2 separate regions of the Mus musculus genome follow, and region 2 is linked to region 1. Evidence: chromatin contacts called from public HiCAR-type data. All regions are on one chromosome and are shown on one strand. Each heading gives the region's core, a stretch centred on a gene start, on an enhancer-like site or on the middle of the called end of the contact. The rest is flanking DNA. Distances are from core to core; before and after follow the strand shown.

The links. HiCAR-type assays count read pairs that join an accessible place to other places.
Region 2: a contact with region 1 is called in a HiCAR-type map of astrocytes, with 5 times the contacts expected there. The contact joins the promoter of Zc3h7b here to the promoter of Ankrd54 in region 1. A contact is called at or near these places in 2 of 39 promoter capture datasets (the C10 cell line and pre-B cells) and 1 of 115 datasets of contacts at active chromatin or transcription factors (astrocytes).

Annotation. Positions count from the first base shown.
Region 1 is chr15:79,061,485-79,064,184 of GRCm38.p6, forward strand. Ankrd54 (ankyrin repeat domain 54) reads right to left here and starts at 1,375. Exons shown (of 8, transcript NM_144849.1): 1 at 989-1,375. The coding sequence starts at 1,313.
Region 2 is chr15:81,743,689-81,746,388 of GRCm38.p6, forward strand. Zc3h7b (zinc finger CCCH type containing 7B) reads left to right here and starts at 1,410. Exons shown (of 23, transcript NM_001081016.2): 1 at 1,410-1,658.

The DNA of each region.
Region 1 (2,700 bases), core at 125-2,624:
GTACTTATCCTGGGTCTCAGTCTATTATCTATAATACAAAGCTGAACTGTCCTGTCAGCTCCAAGCTGTTATAACGAAATTTGAGATTAATTTTTTTTAAGACAGAAAGGGTGTGAGGGTTTATTTAGTCCTTTCTGAGCTGATCACAGTCAACCTCTATGATCTGACTTCAAAGCAGGTCACTCCTAAACAACTTACCAAACTTGATAATTCCTAACCAGAAACCTTCCCTCTTTCAAAGGCATCGCCTCTATTTGAGAACTAACAGGAAGCAATACCTTAGCTGTTAGAAAGTGACCCAAAAAGTTGCAAACTAGATATAACAATTGCATGTCCAATATACCACTGTTTTGTTTTGTTTCAAATTCTCTTTTAATTTTTATAACACCAGTATACCAGGTCAAACGATGTTAGGTGTAAAAAGAAACCTTAAAACTTTCCATTCTTGCCAAGCTGTGGTGGCGCACGCCTTTATTCCCAGCACTTGGGAGGCAGAGGCTGGCGGATTTCTGAGTTCGAGGCCAGCCTGGTCTACAGAGTGAGTTCCAGGACAGCCAGGGCTACACAGAGAAACCCTGTCTCGAAAGACCAATAAATAAATAAATGTATCAAACAAGTGTTTGGCCCCTCGAAAAAGAAGAATATATGTTCAGAACCCTGCCTAACTTTTAACACCCTAGTAAGGCTGGTAGTGTACCATTCTACAATAGAAAACCGAGACCCTAAGTGACTATAGGTTGCCTACGAGCCAAGTGTGGGGCAGTCTGATTCAGATCTGTGCATTCACACAAGTTGGCTCTGGGCTCCCTCCTCTACTTATAAAAGTATTCTCCATTGTCCCACATTATTGTCTAATAACCACCCTCGGGAGTGTAAAGTTTTTATTCAGGGATGAACAAGTGGATGAAGACACGGTCCTCCGCAGCTCGAACCACTACGATCACTGCGATCACTCACAAGCAACCCCAGGGTTCCTGGCTGAGCTCACCGTGTACCTCCTTGCCGGTGGGCCCGAGCCGACGGTGGGGCCTGGCGGCACGCCTCAACCGCCCGGCGGGAATCTTGCAACGCAGTTCGTCGCGAGGCTCGACGTCCTGCTGCCACAGGACCTGGAGGTAGCGCAGCGAGGACTGGGCCCTGCCCACCGACCGGCCCGGGAGGCCGGCGCCGCTGCCCAGCGAAACGCCGAAGTCCGCGAAAGACACCAGGCCTCCGGCTTCCGCCAAAGGCTCCGGCGCCACCGCGCACTCGCCGTCCGAGCTCGAGCGGCCGGATCGCGACTCGTCGTCCGCGCCCCCGCCGGTGGCTGCCATGGCAACGGCTAGGCGCGGGCCTGGCAGCGCCAGCCTCGCTCCGAACCGACCAACGGACCCGCTTCCCTCCAGGAGAAGCCTCGCTGTCAGCGAACGGACGGGCGGGGCCTGCAACCACAGCAACAGAGTGCGGGCGGGTCGGACCGCGCCAGAGCAACGGACCAATCAGAGTTCGCACAGCCTTCACAGCACAGCCAATCAGGTAAGGAAGGCAGACTACAAGGCGAACACTGGTTTTCGGTAGTATGACTGGCGGACAAAAGAGCCAATCACAAATTAGAGTTGCTTTTGCACTAAGCGGTGTTACTACCAGAGCCAATAAAATAGCTGCGTTCAGGACACTCCTTTCTTCCTTTTCTTCCTGTGATAGCTCCGGAAAGACGAATGGCAAATGCTTTAGCCAATCAAGGTAAGAAGGTCTCCAGCCAATCGGAAAGGAAAGTGAAAAAACCAGAACTACTCTCGTGTAGGTGTGTTTTGAGTCAATGAACTCAAAAAAAAAAAAAAAAAAAAAAAAAAAAAAAAATCCAAACACACTATGATTTGGAGATACCATCACGAAATAGGCGCTAATATCTTCTAACGTAATAGATTTTCCTTTGTCGCGTTCTCTTGCCCTCTCCGGAATCGCTGCTTTACCCAAAAAATTATATTCTATGTAATTATACAAGAGTAACCCTGCAGTAGGCAGATTAACGAAGAGCAATTCCTCAGCCCTGAAAGTCCTACGGATCACTGGCCTGAACTTGACCCAAGGGAGGTACAAGTACACACACACAGCGCATGCAAGTCATTTATACTCTATCAGCTGGTAAATAAAATAGAAAACACTTAGAGAGCAAATAAATACCTGTAACACTACCTTGTGCTAATTAAAGGCCTTGGGTTATAGTCCTGTTCTGCCTACCCCAAGTTTGTGATTTGAGGGCACCTTCTTGGAGTTGGTCTTCTGACCTCAAAGGGTTGGTTTCTCCGTGTAGCCCTGGCTGTACTGAAACTGATTGTGTAGTCCATTAGGTCCCCAGACTCAGAGGTTCACCTGCCTCTGCCTCCTGAGGGCAAGGATTACAGATAGATGGATGGATGGATGGATGGATGGATGGGTGGATTACAGATGGATGGATGGGTAGATACTTCTTTACCTTTTTGTTTGTTTGGGGTTGGTTTTTTTGTTTTGTTTTGTTTTGTTTTGTTTTCTGAAACAGGGTTTCTAAGTGCAGCCTGGCTGAGCCAAAATTTACTCTGTGGACCAGGCTAGCTTCCAACTTACAGAGATCCAACCGCCTCTGCTTCCTTAAAAAATATTTTTTGTTTGTTGTTTGTTTGTTTTGAGACAAGATTTCTCTGCATAGCCCTGGCTGTCCTGGAACTCATGCTGTAGACCAGT
Region 2 (2,700 bases), core at 160-2,659, 2.7 Mb after region 1:
TAGGCTCTTTTGAACTTTCCAAATAAGTCTGAACTTTTGGGTTTGTTTATTTATCTCTGGATTATTTAATTTTATTTTAATTTTGCTAGGCAGTGGTGGCACACGCCTTTAATCCCAGCACTTGGGAGGCAGAGGCAGGCGGATTTCTGAGTTCTAAGCCAGCCTGGTCTACAGAGTGAGTTCCAGGACACCCAGGGCTGCATAGAGAAACCCTGTCTCAGAAAATAAATAAATAAATAAATAAATAAGTTAATTAATTAAATTTATTATCATTATTTTCTTTGAGATAGTGTCTCTCTATGTAGCTGACTGCTCTGGCTAGGTAGACCAGGCCTGCCTCTGCCTTCCAAGTGCTGGTGTTGAAGGTGTGCTTCACCAAGCCTGGCCCAATTGTCCAATTTTTAGCAAGCATGGCTTAACTAGACTCCCCTACCTTCCATCTGGGAACACCACCAATATACGCTCAGGATCCTCCTCTTCCACTATACCCCAAGGTGATGTTCCAGTACCTAACCTATCTTGAAGAGATGGCTCAGCCATTAAGAGCACCTGCTGCTCTTCCAGAGGACCCATGTTACATTCCCAGCACCCACACAGTGCTCACAACCATCTGTGACTCTAGTTTCAGGAACTCCTATCCCCTCTTCTAACCTTTGCAAGGCACTAGGGACACACATGATGCCCATGCATATCTACAGCCAAAACACTGGTACACACAAAATAAAAACCCGACTTTAAAAACACTTAAGAACCCTGTTGGGTGGAGCTAACAGCAATCACATTATACCTCAAGTTTTCTGTCTGCTGACCCTGCCTTGCTCCTTGCTCTATAAATTCCCGGTTCATGCTGAATTCAGGGCTGAGCCCAGTGTCTCAGCACCACTGCAAAACCCCACTGCAATGGTCCCTAAACCCATCATGATAGCCCTACCTTGAATAAAATCAGCCAGGCTTTCTTAAACAAGTGTCACTGATTTCCCCCTGCGCCCCCCCGCCCCCAACCCGCTTTTAACTTTCTATACATGAAACCCTAGCCAAAAAGGAGATCCTGACCGAGGTCCTTATCAAAGAAAGGGCACAACATGACCAGATGCTTGGAGATGCCTTCCTTCATCAAAACACCTGGAAAGCCAAGTGTAGCTTTACGCTCGGTTTGAGGGGTGGAAAAACAAAACAGAGGTCGGTCCAGCATCCGCCCAGAAATGCAGAACTGCTAGAAGGAAATCCCAGAAAAGGAAGAGCAGTTTTAAAAGAAAATCAAGGTGAATTCCAGGCATCCCTCCACTGGGAAGGGGGGCTTGCCGACTCCCCCCTCCCCCCCAGGTGCGCAGCCCGCGCCGCCCACCCCGGGCGCGACTAAAGCGAGGAGGAGCTGCGCTCTCTAGGACCCGAGGAGGGAGAGCTGCAGGGAGACGGAGCCTCCAGCGGGTGCTGCCGCGAGCGGCCGGCCGAGGGGGCTGGAAATGAAAGTAAAGCGCTCCGGAGCCACATGGACCGAGCTGCCCGGGCGGCGGCGCCGGGAGCAGGATGCGGCCGCCCGTAATTAAATAGCATTTACTCTTATTATTACTAATAATAATAACGTAATCATACCTCTAGTCATAGCATACCATTTATCGGGCTCGGCGCAGGCCCGCGGGGAGCGCAGCCCGGCCGAGGTGAGTGCTTTGGCGCGGCGGAGCCCCGCGGGGCAGAGGCCGGGCCACCGCGTCCCCGGCGGCGCGCAAGGTTGGGGCGCGCGAGGCTGGGGCGCCCGGGCAGGGCCGGGCAGGGCCGCGCGCGGAGGAGGCGCGGGAAGCCCCGGCCAGGCCACCTGGAAAGGCGGCTTTGCAAGAATAAAGCAATAGCACCTCCATTACCACGAACTGGGTTTTTCTGGGGGGAGGAATCTGTCTGCAGATTCCCGTACCCCTGCCCCAAAGTTTCAAAGTTATTGTGTGGCCGGGCACCTGCCGCCTGGGAGATTGGGGCTGCACTGCAGCCCCCAGGGGATGCCTTGGGATTTTTCTTCCGTGGTGTGGGGCAATCTCCCTTGCGTCTGGAGGTTTGGGTGTGCGCGCGGATGTTTTGCGGATCCCACTGCAAGGAGGTGGTCCGAGGCTGGCAGTTAGGGTCCCCCTTTCCTTTTGTATTCGCTTTGAATCCGCAGTGCCTAGAGGTAGAGGGGCCGCGGCGAGGGCCGGGGACAATGGCCGGCTGATGGGTCGCCCCAGTCGGTTACCGCGGCCACGCGAGTCCGGGGATCCGGGGCCTGCGGGCCCAGCCCTGGGGGAGGGGGCGGCAGGAAAGGGGGGCGCGGTCTGGGTCTGCTGAGCAGGAGGGCATTTCCGGTCGTGGCATCCGTCACTGGGCTCAGAGGCCTCCTGGGTGGGCAGTAACCAGGCAGGGGATTCACGGGGACTGCTGGGGACTGGGATTGTGGCGATTGAGGGGCGCCCTGGCAGGGCTGGGGGCCCTGGGGAAGCAGAGTCGACCCCGCCGCCACTGCCCTCAGCGGACACAAGGTCCCTTCTGCGATCCATAACTCTTTTTCTTTCTATCTTAGAAACCCTCAGGTTCAGGTGTTTGTAAAGTTCCTGGGTTGAGGGTCCTTCGCAGAGACAAAGCCTCCCTCCCCCCCACACCGCAGGAGTGGGAACGTGTAGAAAGAGTTCATTCTTGACAGAATAGGGTGGCCGGGGTGCCAACAGTGCCTTGATG